Linked DNA regions of Mus musculus: regions 2, 3, 4 and 5 are each linked to region 1. Evidence: chromatin contacts called from public HiChIP or PLAC-seq data. All regions are on one chromosome and are shown on one strand. The core of a region is the stretch at or near the end of the contact, and the rest is flanking DNA. Distances in the headings are between cores, read along the strand shown.

What was found. HiChIP or PLAC-seq counts read pairs in DNA pulled down with a chosen protein or histone mark.
Region 2: a contact with region 1 is called in an H3K27ac HiChIP or PLAC-seq map of stem cell-derived neural progenitor cells, with 9 times the contacts expected there. The contact joins two enhancer-like sites. A contact is called at or near these places in 1 of 15 datasets of contacts at CTCF or cohesin (the NIH/3T3 cell line), 72 of 484 Hi-C or Micro-C datasets (the 4T1 cell line, the AML12 cell line, B cells and 39 more), 14 of 115 datasets of contacts at active chromatin or transcription factors (VIP interneurons, cardiomyocytes, embryonic basal ganglia and 9 more) and 4 of 9 other capture datasets (adipose tissue, embryonic tail, liver and 1 more).
Region 3: a contact with region 1 is called in an H3K4me3 HiChIP or PLAC-seq map of embryonic forebrain, with 11 times the contacts expected there. The contact joins two enhancer-like sites. A contact is called at or near these places in 3 of 484 Hi-C or Micro-C datasets (cerebral cortex and liver), 11 of 115 datasets of contacts at active chromatin or transcription factors (embryonic basal ganglia, embryonic forebrain, embryonic hindbrain and 6 more) and 3 of 9 other capture datasets (adipose tissue, liver and pancreatic islet).
Region 4: an H3K4me3 HiChIP or PLAC-seq map of embryonic limb bud shows a contact between it and region 1, with 4 times the contacts expected there. The contact joins two enhancer-like sites. A contact is called at or near these places in 1 of 39 promoter capture datasets (neural stem cells), 1 of 15 datasets of contacts at CTCF or cohesin (the NIH/3T3 cell line), 6 of 484 Hi-C or Micro-C datasets (the HL-1 cell line, the N1E-115 cell line, cortical neurons and 3 more), 4 of 115 datasets of contacts at active chromatin or transcription factors (embryonic basal ganglia, embryonic hindbrain, embryonic limb bud and 1 more) and 2 of 9 other capture datasets (adipose tissue and pancreatic islet).
Region 5: a contact with region 1 is called in an H3K4me3 HiChIP or PLAC-seq map of craniofacial prominence, with 6 times the contacts expected there. The contact joins two enhancer-like sites. A contact is called at or near these places in 7 of 484 Hi-C or Micro-C datasets (the N1E-115 cell line, differentiating embryonic stem cells, embryonic stem cells and 4 more), 3 of 115 datasets of contacts at active chromatin or transcription factors (craniofacial prominence, embryonic basal ganglia and embryonic forebrain) and 1 of 9 other capture datasets (embryonic stem cells).

What each region holds. Positions count from the first base shown.
Region 1 is chr7:112,388,894-112,391,593 of GRCm38.p6, reverse strand. It overlaps Micalcl (MICAL C-terminal like), which reads right to left. Exons shown (of 10, transcript NM_001381862.1): 5 at 237-328. Among named protein-coding and RNA genes, the nearest start is that of Micalcl, 15 kb to the right of the region's middle. Within about 2 kb of position 1,308, at least 73 of the 459 cell types and tissues checked have an H3K27ac peak or open chromatin away from gene starts, as enhancers often do. A contact at or near this core is called in the N1E-115 cell line, cortical neurons, craniofacial prominence and 10 more, where this site is marked.
Region 2 is chr7:112,882,614-112,885,313 of GRCm38.p6, reverse strand. All of the region lies in intron 10 of Tead1 (TEA domain family member 1), which reads right to left. Among named protein-coding and RNA genes, the nearest start is that of Rassf10, 70 kb to the left of the region's middle. Within about 2 kb of position 1,368, at least 112 of the 459 cell types and tissues checked have an H3K27ac peak or open chromatin away from gene starts, as enhancers often do. A contact at or near this core is called in cortical neurons, embryonic limb bud, motor cortex and 3 more, where this site is marked.
Region 3 is chr7:112,840,881-112,843,580 of GRCm38.p6, reverse strand. It overlaps Tead1 (TEA domain family member 1), which reads right to left. Exons shown (of 13, transcript NM_009346.4): 4 at 1,479-1,541. Among named protein-coding and RNA genes, the nearest start is that of Rassf10, 110 kb to the left of the region's middle. Within about 2 kb of position 1,415, at least 98 of the 459 cell types and tissues checked have an H3K27ac peak or open chromatin away from gene starts, as enhancers often do. A contact at or near this core is called in embryonic forebrain, embryonic limb bud and forebrain, where this site is marked.
Region 4 is chr7:112,719,411-112,722,110 of GRCm38.p6, reverse strand. The region is part of intron 1 of Tead1 (TEA domain family member 1); the gene reads right to left. Among named protein-coding and RNA genes, the nearest start is that of Tead1, 41 kb to the right of the region's middle. Within about 2 kb of position 1,285, at least 151 of the 459 cell types and tissues checked have an H3K27ac peak or open chromatin away from gene starts, as enhancers often do. A contact at or near this core is called in the N1E-115 cell line, embryonic limb bud, neural stem cells and 2 more, where this site is marked.
Region 5 is chr7:112,806,278-112,808,977 of GRCm38.p6, reverse strand. All of the region lies in intron 2 of Tead1 (TEA domain family member 1), which reads right to left. Among named protein-coding and RNA genes, the nearest start is that of Tead1, 130 kb to the right of the region's middle. Within about 2 kb of position 1,312, at least 109 of the 459 cell types and tissues checked have an H3K27ac peak or open chromatin away from gene starts, as enhancers often do. A contact at or near this core is called in the N1E-115 cell line, craniofacial prominence and uterus, where this site is marked.

The DNA.
Region 1 (2,700 bases), core at 59-2,558:
TGGTTTTAAGTCAATATGTCTTTTTTCCCTTCCCTGACGTGTGCTGAGGTTTTTGTCTTTAAGAAGACAAATCTTGGGGGAGGGGTTCCAGACATAAAGGAGGGTACTCCTCAGATGCAGCATGGCCTGATCCTCCTGAGGGCTTCTGCAGCTGGAGCCCACATTGGCTCTGAAACCTGGATGGGTAAGGAGCCCCTGCCAGCGAAGGCACTGTATGGTGTTGCAAGTGATGGTACCTTTATCCTTAAGGAAAGCTGGGAGTCGGCTTCTTCCTCTGCAGAGGACGAGGTGGGAGAAGAGGTGGCTTCTGTCACTGGAGCTACAGGGTCTGAAACAAGAACCAGAGAACTCACCAAACTGCTGCCTCCTTCTCCTCCTTCCAGCCTCACAGCTGCCTCCTCCTCCCTCACCCCATTTGCTTCCTGCCGCCCACCCCTCATTGCACCTGCCAGGAGCTTGGGAAAGCAGTACCTCAGGGCCACTGAAAAGTTGGCCCTCCACGTTAATTACATTTCTGGATTCCTGCCAAGAGCTCTGCCTGGGCTCTTCTCACATTCAAAACAAAGCAAAGCAAAGCAAAACAAAACAAGGTATTATGCAGAAATCAAGGAAGTCCTTAAACACCCTTTACTGGGGCAAGATCCTTGCTTACATTGCTTTTGAATCCAAAATCTATTATGAAAATGCATATCTGAAGTTAGCTGGGTTACCTAACCGATGGGGTAAGGTTTGTTCTGCCTAGTAATTGAATGCAAAAAAAAAAAAAAAAGTCAGAGCCAGCTCTTAAACAAATCGCCCTTCTGCGGCCCACAGCATCTGGCACCCATTTTTACTACACGACATCTGCTCAGTGTAAAAGAGCTGGCGTCAGAATGTCTGGTCATAGAAAAAAAAATCCCAAATGTAATCAGAAGCAAAAGGACCCTAAGCCTAAGGATTTTATCACATAGCCTCATGCAACATAAATATTTCATTAATTATGGCTAAACAAATGCCACTTTTATTTTCCCAACTTGCAGATATTATCACATCATGGAAGGGATGATTCAAATGCCAGGAAAAAGCAGTTTAAGATAGGGACGGCCCAACAAAGCAGGGCCCGTGGGGCAGCTAAAACTGAGGAGCCATGCCAAGCTCCAAACATGAACTGGATGGCCCAGCACCGAAACACACCCATGTTGACCAAACACCTTTTTGTGATCTGGCTGGGAACCAGGTGTGGTGGGGGCTTCCAGGTGCCACAGGAGACTTTCGGTTTTCCCAGCAAGAACATCTGCCCCTGCACATACACCTGATGGAGTTTATGTTAATACCAGGATTAACCCGTGCTGTGCTGCTCGCTGCACAGCAGAACCAGCTAGAACTTAGTCACGGGAAGGGATGCTACAGTGGCAGCTTGTGTCTGCATAGAACTGTGGGGTGGGTGGGGAGAAAGGAGGGAAGTAATTCCAAGTCAGCTAACATCCTCTCCAGCCTCCCTATAATTTTCAACTATTCACCCCAGTGGGAGCAGCCAAGTGTTACAAAATAAGGGTAATTTTAACCTCCAGCGACACATTTACATACGCTGTTATTCAGAGCAAAATAATACAAAACATGCATCTAACAACCCAGCCTCTCAGGGGAGGGAGTTTGCTGTTTTCCACTTTAATTTGCCAGATGGGAAAGCTCAGGTAAAGATAGAATCAGAGAGTGGCATCACGGCAGGAGGAGGCTGTGTTCTCTTTGGGCAGAGATGCATCTTTGCTTCCAGCCACTAAATTACGGGGTGGGGGTGGGGCCAGAGCCACTGAGTGCTCCCTGAGTGTAGGAGCTTGAGGAACTGACTTTATACCCTGCTGCCATGATTCCTATGTGCAGAATTACTGTGGAAGAGCAAAGACAATCAGTCCAAGGTCTGAACGGTACCTGGTATATGAGCTATTGGTAGCTATTGGGAATGGTTTTGCTGTGACTAAATATCTGATATGGAGTCACTTAAGGGCTGGAGATCAGCTGACATAGCATTTGTTTAGCATGCAGGAGGCTCTGCCTTAGATCCCCAGCACTGTCCTTGAGAGTGTGTGTGTGTGGGGGGGAGTATAGGATGACCACAAGTTCAAGGTCATTTTTGGCTACACGGGGGTGGGGTGGAGGGGTGGGATGGGGGTGGCGAAGTGGTGGTAGTGTTTGAAGTCAGTCCAGATGAGAGTACCTCAAAAAAAGAAAGAAAGAAAAAAAAGAAAGAAAGGAAGAAAGAAAGAAAAGAAAAGAAAAGAAGAAGAAAAGAAAAAAGAAAAAGCAATTTGAGGGAAGAAGGGTTGTTTTGGCTGACAGTTTGAGGATACTGTCCATTGTGGCAAGAAAGGTGTGTTGTGGAAGGCTGCTCGCTCTCTCACCTCTGAGTGTGTCAGGAGCAGAGAGAGATGAATGCTGTCACACACTCCTTGTTAGTCCCTTTCAGCTCTCTAGCTCAGCCCACTGACAGTCCACATTCAGGGTAGGTCTTTGTTCCTCAGCTGACCCTCTCTAGAAACATCCTTGTAGGTGACCCAAAGGTGAGTCTCCTTGGCGGTTCTACACCTAGTCAAATTGACTATGAACCCTTAGTGTCATAATTCTCTTCACCGCCTTCATTGTTATCATCCACTCAACAATACTTTCATGTTGCTAAAACTGCCTGATTGACCTTTATTTATGGGAGACATGTAAGTGCCGAGT
Region 2 (2,700 bases), core at 119-2,618, 490 kb before region 1:
TGGAATTTCCTCCAGAAACCAACAAAAAAGAAGTTACTAACACGCTGAGTGGATTAAAGGCTCCAAGATCTGTTTGTAGGCAAGTTCTGGAAAGCAGGGTAGGGGCAGAGGCAGGTGTCAAAGGCAGGTCAAACAAACAAAAATATACCAACAAAAATATACCGCTGGGGCTGGGGATGTAACCCAGTCGGGAGAGTGCTCGACTACTATGCATGAGGATTTAGGTTTAGTCTTTTGCCTTCATAAACCAGGAATGTTGGCACATGCCTATAATCTACACATGGGATGCAAAAGCAAGAGGATCAGGAGTTCAAAGCCAGCCTTTGCTACATGAGACACTTAAGGCATGGCTTCTCCTCATTGTCCTCTTATTCAATATACCTATTTATTCAAAGCTATGGTTCACTGTTCAATTTCATGGATTAGGGGTTGGGGGGGAGACCTGTGCTTTGGGGCAAACATGAAAAATGCAATTATCAGTCCAGTGTGGTAGTCCATGCCTTTAATCCCAGCTCCTGGGAGGCAGAGGCAAGTGGATCTCTGTGAGTTCAAGGCCAGCCTGGTTTACAAAGAGAGTTCCAGGACAGTCAGACTGTTACACTGAGAAACCCTGTCTTGGGTAGGGAGAAAAAAAAAATCTTTAAAATGAAGCCTGGTCTAGGTGTGTGGGATCCAGACCCTGAAGAGGGGACAGGGCAAAGGGCCAAGGACAGAGAAACTGTCCCTGCAAACCCTGTGGCCTCTGGAGAACTGGCTACAAGGGAGCTGACAGCCCACATAGAAAGGACACTTGGCGGTGTCACAGGCTAACAAGGCAAAGCTTGCTGGGTGAGTAAGGAGAGAACCCCTAAGGTAAAGACATAAAGGGGCAGGGGCAGCCTGTGGACATACCCTTCCAACTTATCTCCCTTCATTTTTGAGTGTGCAGAGGGCTGGGCAGGAATTATGAGGTTATAGAAATGAAAACCATCCAGGACTGTCCTTGACAAGAGCCAGTGTAATGGGAACTGATGGATGGGCCGTTTTCAAACCACCACTTTGAATCTCCCCTCTGCATCCTCTCTGAGCCATGATCAAAGGACCAAGATTTCAAATTGTGAAGCAATTTTTTCCCAATGGCAGCATCTGGCTGCTTGGCAGGCGGCACCAGGAGCTGGGCCTTGCTGTGGGCGGCTGTCCAGGCCTGCCACATGGTGAGGCTAGGCCAGGCAGGGCACGCCTTGCGGGCTTTGCAGCTGCTCCCACAGGCGCCAAAGGACAATTGCTCTGCACAGGGCAAAGGGGCCCTGAGAGACTGAGCTTAACTAGGGAGCGAGGGGGTAGGTTTGGAGAGAGCTGGCAGCCCCAGAGCCCTCCCACACTGCTTCATTTGCATGCCCACCCCACAGGATTCAGGGGTCTGGGCAGGGGAGGCCTGCGTTGTGCTGGACACCGCTCCAGTTAGACAGCCTGCCTATGGGGACAGGGAAGGAAGGGGCTGCCAGCAGGGAAGTGGGCCCCTGAGTGCAGCCATTCACTGGAGTCTGTGTGCCCTGACACAACACCACTGAAGCAGAGGCCACAGCTGTTTTAAATAAGAATAACAGGAATAAACTCAGCCAGCCTAGCTCTTCAACTTACTTCCCACTAATTATGGCATATATTTACATCCACAAAATAGACGATTTTTAAAAACACCACCGGGACCCTTTATTGTGCAGACTGCACACCCCCATTTGAATTTCATAAACATTCAGTACTTCAAAGAATCTTAAAAGCTTGCTCTAATTACAATAAGCCTCGTCTGAAAAGGCTGTCTGTTTGCATTGCAAATTTCCCACCAATGCAAGTATTCATTTACAAAAATGCAATTAATATTACCCACACAACTCCAGGTAAGGACCCACTGTAGGCTTCAGGCTGGAACTGTCATAGACTCAAGGTCTTAGCCCTACCAACTAAGTCTCTGTTCAGACTGCTTGCTTTCCAACTGAGCCAGGTAATGAAGTCCTGGGCGTCCAGCGGAGGTGGCCTGACCTTACCTAGTTCATCAGTGTACAAAGAATGCTGCCACTTTCCCAGGTTGTTGCTTATTTAAGAGGGACATTCCATCCATGAAATGTCCCTCTTAAATAAGCAACAACCACCAGGCAACCAATCACACACAGTGAAATAACAGCTGTACGTGAATAAGCTATAGGTTACCCAGTGAAACCTGCATGGCAGATACACATCACCAGTACTTTGGTACACAAGCGTTCCAGTGATCTCATAGACACTAGCTCTGGGATTTAAATTTAAATGGGAAGGCCTCAGTGTTAGTTACTCCCCCAATAATTCTACTAATGCTAATGAGTCATCTTTACTAAAAAGAACAAAAACTAAGACATATCCTCAAATGCTGACTGCTGTAAGAAAATGTCCTAATTGTATACAAATACTGTATCCATCCATGTACAACCCTCAGACTGGGTTGACAGGTAACTGGGCCTAGAGTCTGTCTCACATTTTATATCGTATTCTTTTATCTTCTTGAATTACTTGTAACTAACTTGTATTACTTTCAAAAGATTATAATTTTTATTCTTTTCCTGACTGTGTGCATGCACGACTGCGTACATGAGTGCAGGTGTACAGGGAAGCCAGGGGTGTTTGATCTGTGGGAGCTGGAGCTACGGGTGGTGCTGAGTCACCGACTGGGTGTTGGGATCTGAACTCTGG
Region 3 (2,700 bases), core at 166-2,665, 450 kb before region 1:
TTTAAAATGATCAGTGCCTTAATTTTTAAATTTGTATTTAGTTATTTCTTACTGTGGATGGTTCTTGGTTATAAATGGTGCCCCATATTTAAAAAAAAAAAAAAGCTCAACATGAAGCAGGCTTGATTATCTTATCTTCAAGACCATCGTTAGGTTTTGTCTTATTGTTTTGTTTTTGCCTGTGGCCATATCTGCAGATTTCTTTATTTCTCTCTTTTCTGTGTTTATTTTGTTTTTTGAGATAAGGTTTCTCTGTGTAACAGAGCCCTGGCTGTCCTAGACTGGCTCTGTGAACCAAGCTGGCCTGGAACTCATAGATATCCACCTGCCTCTGCCTCTTGAGTGCTGGGATTAAAGGCATGCACCACCATGCCAGCGCTCTCTTCTGTATTTTTGAGATGGTATCTCATTATAAATTTGTAGCCATGCTCCCTGCCTCTTTTCTTTTTTTTTTTTTTTTTTTTTTTTTTTTAAGATTTATTTATTTATTATATGTAAGTACACTGTAGTTGTCTTCAGATACACCAGAAGAGGGCACCAGATCTCATTACGGGTGGTTGTGAGCCACCATGTGGTTGCTGGGATTTGAACTTCAGACCTTCGGAAGAGCAGTCGGGTGCCCTTACCCACTGAGCCATCTCACCAGCCCCTCCCTGCCTCTTTTCTACGGGGATCACAGGTATAAGCCACAGTGTCTGGTTTAGCTTTCTCTACTAAGGAGACCCACTAAAAAAACAGCATATCAGACAATGTGGAAGACAATTTGTGTTGAAGGAGATACATATAAAAATGTATTTTCTCAAATTACTATTATTTATCTTATGTATATGTGTGTTTTGCTGGCAGAGGCCAGAAAATGGCATTGGATCCCCTGGAACTCAAGTTATAGACAATTGTGAGGTGCTATAAGGATTCTGAGAATTAAACCAGGGTTCTCTGGGCCATCTCTCCAGCCCTTTTTAAAAAAAAAAAAGATACATTAATTTTTTTTTTTAAAAATCCAAAACCATAAATTAGAATCAGTGCTAAATGTATTATAAAAGTCATTTCACAACAACTGGAGACAATTTCATCCTTTTCAGTTATTTTTATTTTATTTTATTTTTAAGGTTATACTAGACTATCCATTAGCTGATTCTCAAATTGCTACAGGACAGTTATTAGAAGATTTTTTTTTTCTTTTTCTTTTTCTTTTCTTCTTTTAATTGCATTTCTGTGCTGAAGTTATTGAGATCAGCTCTCTGCTGCGACTGCGATTGCGTTGTTACTGGGAAACTTGCACACACTCGCGCACACACAGAGTTTAACGTGAGGCCCGTACAAAAACAGAGAGATTAGACACAAAGAAATGTAAACAGCCCTCACATGCTAGGAAGCTAGGTTACAAGAATCCCAGCGCCAGGCATTCACCAGTCACCATGGAAAACAGGAAGTGAGGTGCATAGCAACCACGAGCCAAAAAGCAGAAAAGCGCATACCTTCAGCTTGGAATGAAAATCACGAGATTTCCTTCTGGCAAGAACCTGAATGTGACTAGACACCTGCAGGGTAGGGGAAGGGAGGAAAACAAAGGAAAAGCCTGTAACCATGGAGATGAAAAGCCCCCTACAACTGGGCAAGCCAGACGTACCTTAATGGCGGCTTGAATTTCTCGAACTTTCTTTCTTGCTAAGACCTGTATATGACTAGACACCTACATTTTTCGGGTTTATGCGGGGGAAACAAAACGAGAAAAAAAGAAAACAAAAAAAAACAAAAACAAAAACAAAAAAAGGAAATCAAATATAAAATCGCTATTCCTTGGGAGGGGTGGGGTAGGGGAGGTTATTTGCATCTCAACGAAGCTCTGCAGTTAGGAACATACAGTCCCAGCCAGACACCAAGCCCCCAGCACCTCTCTAAAGCTCTATGGACAGGGTCCTCGTGGCAGTGACTTGATTCAGAACTTTAGGCAGGCTCGTCTCCATGTTCCCACCCAGAGAGATGAGAGGTGGGTGCTGGGAAAAACCTTATTTGGAGAGCCATAAGAAGAGAGAGGAGGGATGCTTTCTTTATGAAATTTTTAAAAAGGCGGGGGTAGAGATAAATTAAAATATTTACAGCATCTCAGTATCGGGAGAGAAAGAAAATTCCCCTTCCTCAATTTAGAGAGGACTGTCCATAAATTAGCATGCTCTACAGAATCAAAGCTGAGGCTGTGAGCTGGATTCTGATCTCCTGGAGGACTCTAGATTCTGTGGCAAATGCTGAAATAATACCGGCACATAAATTAGATCTCAAAGAAAAATGGGACCCAGTTAGCAGAGCCTCCCCGCCCACCCCAACCCCTTAAAATGTCTTTAATCCTTCCACACTTTTGGGAATCGCCTGGGAGCCAAGTGGATCTGCATATTATTACAAAAAGAGATGTGTGAATACAACCAGCCAGCCAGTTAAAAATCTGGTCTGAAAAACCACTCAGCTTTGCTGAACAACACTAGAGTGGTGTCGCCAACTGTGGCCAACAGGCACCCCGAGGGTGATGCTGGGTGTGGAAAAACTGCCAGACAGGCCTCTAACACAGTGATTCCACTGGGCAAGCAAAACCGCATCGATTTCAGTGGGACTTGATTACATTTAGAAGATCCCCCCGTGAAGGGGTCACTGGGCAAGTGAGCAGAGCGTGCTGGCCAACAGGCCAGTTCAGCACTTGAGATGGAA
Region 4 (2,700 bases), core at 36-2,535, 330 kb before region 1:
CAGCCTAAGCCTGTCTCCCAGCCCGGTGGGAGCTCAGCTGATTATTGTGGGCATGCATGGGTTAGATAAGTGAATAGTATCCTCAGAGTCGCTCCATCTGTAAGATCCCCATAGCTCCTTCTGGCTCAGTTAGGATAACATGTTCATGTCTGTGTTGCTGGCACAGGAGACAGGTGCAACTGGACGCTGACACTTGGCCCTCTGCAACTGATTCAGTACTTAAGTATACTTTACAATGCATTTCTCAGACCCATAGCAGACTTTCAGCTTTCCCCCATACCCATTGGTTCTAAGGGGTCACGGTCTGTAGTCCAGCCCAGGCTGATCTCGAACACAGGACAATCCACCTGCCTAAACCACATGAACTGCAGGTACGCTTAAAAGGTAACTTTTAAGTATCTTGTGGTTTCCAGCTAGCCTACAGAACTATAGAAATATACCATAAATATATATAGATATATAGATAATCTCATCTAATTCTTAAACTGCAATGGTCAGCCATTTATGAATGTTTTATTTCATCCTTAGAATATCAGTGTCATGGAAAGATCTTAAGGTCAAGTTTTGGACATTTGGCTTTCAAGGTCAGTACCTTCCCTTGTGATTACAGACACATTATTTTAATCTCTACCCATCTCCATTTCCTCATCTCTAGAATGAGGAATAAAACAAATCCAACTCACAAAACGTTTCAATGTCAGAATATCCCAACTGGAAAGTCAAGAGAATAGTCATTTTAGTCCACATGCCTCCAACTTAGAAAATGCAGTTTTCCTGAATTAAGTAGCAGTTATTAGATAAACTGCTATAGTAACTGTTATGTCAGAGTAGGTGACAGAATGTCACTCATGATAAACAAGGCCACCACCAAAGCCCAGACCCAGAGACACAAAGGCCAGAGGAACCCCAGATACACTTGCAGGCTGAGAGCAAATGGGCTGCAAACGTTGGGGCCTCCTAGGCAGGCCTCACCACGTGATTCACGATAGGACCCCAAGAGAGGTGGTTGTGAGCATGGTGTCTGCGGCAACAGAAATGAGCCAACCTGGAGAGTGAGCAGGGAGGGGAGGCTAGGAGTTCCCCTTCCAAAAAGGGCAAGAGGAGCCCTGCCCCAGTCCAGCCAGTCGGGCCAGGCAGCCCACAGGGAGCTTCCCGCCTTTTTCTTCTTCTTTCTTCTGCATGAACTTTCCCAAACCAGCTCTGCCTGTTTCACGCAGGAACCCGGCTTGCGAGTGCACATTTTATTATTTCAGAAGAAAGCATCTGCAGCCGGCTAGTGAGTCATCTGTAAGCCTTGTCAATCTGCCAGCAGCCTGCTCCTCTTCATTACAAACGTAAAGATAAAAGCCCTCACTGCATTAGCCGCCATCCGCCTCCACAGACAGCACAAATAAATTAATTGTGCCTCATCGCAAACAGCGGAGAGGTGTGCAGGAGGGGGGATGGGCTCCGTGTTTCATTAACAAATTAAATAGCAACAGAGCCACCGCACACCCGGCTACACTGCCAACTTTAGATTCTCCCACCAGGCAAGCACCCGGCCAGCATCACCCAGGTAGAGCGGCCACCATTAAGTGAGGGAGGAGTGAGGGAGGGTTGGAGGAGAGGGCGGCACTGTGAGGCCAGACCTAACCTTGGCATCCCCAGTGCAAGCCTGGAGCCCAGTCACCGAGTGCCCGTCAGACGCTGAGTGCTGCTGTGGCAAGCCCCCCCCCCCTTGCAGGGGGTGTTTCCACAGTTCTCCCCAGGCAAATAAGCAAACCAGTTCTGGGGCCCTGGTATGCATGGCCCAGTGAGAGAGCCTGTCATCAAGGCGACGCTGTCATACTGAGGATAGCAAACATTCCAGAAAGAACAGGGTGAGTCAAGACCAACTTGAAAAACACGTCAGACTCCCCCATACTACCAGCTAGGATTACACCCTCAAACACACCTCTCTGAGATTTCCTGCTTTAGTCACAGGCTATTTGTTACAATGCCGCGATTCTCTTCTCAGTCTATAGTACATCATTTAGGAAAGCTGCGTTGTGAGAGAGTTGAAGGCGTGTGACTAAAAACCATTCCTTTTATGTTTTTATCTCCAAAGACACAAACATAGTGCATGGGGGTGGGGACAGGAAATGGGAGCGGGGCGGGGGGGTGGGGGGAGAACAAAGAGAAGTCTAAAAAGAAGAGGAAAAGACCCCCAACTCTCCGAATGTCACCCTATTAACTCGTGACCTGTAAGGAAGTTAAGATCACAAACAGCTAATCCAACCATAAAATATGTCCAAAGTATTTATTATACAGATGGACATTTGGGCTCAGTTGTTAATTTAGTTGGTTTGTATTTTATCTGTAAAATCCCGGAATCTAAAAAATTCTACATAGGGGGAAAAAAAATTGACCTGAGCTAGCTAGCTAGGAGCTGCCCATAAAAAGCAAAGGAAATAAAAGCTTAAGAAGAAGAATAAGTCAAGCCATATGCAACCTTTCCACGATCCAAGAAAGAACTGAACACGTGCACCCCTGACCCAAGCCTTTGTAAAACACTCAGCATCTGCAGTGGGCCACAATGTTGCAGCACAGTGGAGCTCCAGACACTCCTCTGGAAAACAACTTAGGAGTCAGTAGCCATTGAGAACTAAAAAAATTCTTTTGTCTTTTAACTCATCAAATCCTGCTTCTGGAAACTGACCCTAAGAAAATAATCTACAATCA
Region 5 (2,700 bases), core at 63-2,562, 420 kb before region 1:
ATCACCTCCAACCTACCTTCCATGTCCAGGGCAGTCCCCAGTGAGATGGGTAAGAGTCTCCCCCAATGAGTGAAACTCAAAGAGAACTTACAAGGGAATAGAAAGGAGATGCTGGGATGAGTAACTCCTAAATTCTCATAGATTTTCTGGGCTGGGTACCATGAGAAACTGTGGGAAGTCAATGGTATAGCCAAGACTATCGTGTAGAAACTTGGGTATTATTCTGGCTCAAAATAGACCAGTGTAAAATGCTGTGTGCTGTGCTTCAGTTTGGGGGGACAACCCTGAAACAATACCTCCAAATGCACCTGCACTATGACACACTCACCAGCATCAACAAAGTGAAGGTAGTAAGGCATCAGAAGGCATGGTGTGGGCATGGCGGTGCCCACCTGCAATCTCAACACTTGGGAGGTAAAGATGGGAGGAGCAGGAGTGAGTTCAAGGCCAGTATCTCAGCTATATGAGCTACACCAGACTGTGTCAAAACAAACAATCAACCAGAAAGTGAAAAGGGGGGAAAAACATAAATTTTTCTTTCCAATATTTAAACAGCAATACAAACTTTCAGTGATGCTGCGTACATTCCATAATGGTATCATCTGTAGAACTGGTGCCTAATACAAAACAGAATTTAAGCAGCTCATTCTACTCCATCTTGCTCCCAAGTGTTTGAGGCAGGTTCCAAAAACCCAAGATGAAAACAAAAGGCAAGAATCCTACCAAAGAGAAGATAGATGTGGAGTGAACAGGAAAAAATGAAAATCAAGAAGAAGGTTTCCTGGGCTGACTGAAACTAATGAGAAAAAAACCCAAGGTGAGACTCATTCACTTAGAGTCGTGTGTGTGTGTGTGTGTGTGTGTGTGTGTGTGTGTGTGTGTGTGTGTGTGTGTGTTGCATGTATATAGGTACATGTATATGGAGACCCAAATGCCATATGTCTTCTTGATCATTCTCCATTCTGTGGAGTTTTGAGGTAAGCCTGGTCTACAAATGAAGGCCAGCCAGAATAATACGTGAGAGTCTGTCTTTAATGGGGCTGTGAGTAGGAGGTAGGGTTATATCCACTACTTGAGCCGATTTCCTCCTAGCTTTCACTTAAAATTTTTATTAATGAATGTTCCTTTTAAAACACAGACATACAACACACACTTCCAAATACACCTCATATCCTCATTTTTGTTGTTCAAATGTGCTAGGCATTGCAACTCATTAAAAAAAAAAAGGAAACTGTACCTTTAAGAAACTCAGCTCATAAACACCAGGCTTTGGAAACCAGGGTTCAGCAAAGAGGAGCCAATAAAAACCCTGTAACTTGAAACCAACCCACACAGCATAGGAAGAAAGGAGCCCAGCAGCGCCCAGTTTGCAGGACAAGAAGCTAATTGACCGGAATGTCTGCTGCATAAGCTATAAACTAAGTACATAAAGAACAATATGAACATACAGTTAAACAAAAAGGCCAAACTCTCCAACACCACACTGTGCACTAAACAAGCGGGATGATTGTTTGAGGAGCCGCCGGAGGAAGAAGGGATAATTAGCGTCCTTGTGAATCAAGTGTCTGCCAGGAAAAGGTCTCCATCCATGGAGTGGCCCTGGAGCAATGGCACCTTTTGCCCTTAAGAGTCAAGCTGGGAGTTAGGGGGATGGTTCAGGCAGAAAGAAGGACCTAGCAAATCCATAGCACCTAACCCGTGGTGTGGGAGTGAGGCCCAGATCCCAGCACTGAGACAGGACACACAGAGCTCACTGGCCAGCTAGTCTAACTGAATGGTGAACTCTAGCCCTATGAGATACTCAGGCTCAGAAAATAAGGTCAGAGAGCCACTAAGGAAGACACCCAACATGGACCTTGGGCATCTACACAGGCACACAGGCAGGAGACACATACACAGAGCCAAGGTTGGGTTTGCAGGACCGTTTATTGACAACCATGAAGAAGGTAAACATTCTTCAGGCAAAGTGTGTGAGTAGAGCCTCACACTCTACTGTGGCCACCTCTCCTTCTGGAACACACAGTCTTCAGGTTTCACCAGCTGCCACTTTCTATGACCAGGAAGGGTCATTTTCTCTCATTTATTGCCTCACTGGCTTGGGATAGAACAGTCTGTGCCAAAGGGGTGGGGGAGGGACCAAAGCATCCACCCAAGTCACCATGACACAAAGAGAGCCTACAACAAAATAGCATGTCCATGAGAGTTTATCCAGGGCTCAGAGAAATGGGACCTCAGATCTGCCTCATTCTCTCACTGAACATGGAAGTGGGTAATCTTCACCTTTCTGGTGCCTCCTGTAGTCTCCAGAAGAAGCTGCAAGGTAGAGAAGTGGGTACCTCAGGACCCAGAGTTTGCAGATCCAAGTTCAAATCCCCACCCTCCCTGAAGAGCAGTGTCCCCAAGCCCCTCATTTACATGGCTTTCCTTTTTGATCACGCTATCCTGCTCCAGCACAGTTGAAAGCACAAAGAAGAGACTTTTAATTTTAAGGCTCTGAATTTGACACAGATGTGAGCCTATTACTTCATCTATGATACTCAGAAAATGCCAGGACAGTCTCCTTGCTATGCAAGGGATGCAGACAGACAATCAGAAGGTGCAGTACCCCACTGAGAACTCACAGGCTAGCTGGAGTCAGACTATACAGGTTGAGTGATAACGCCGGGGAAGTCGTATGTCACTGGAGATAATGAGTCTAAA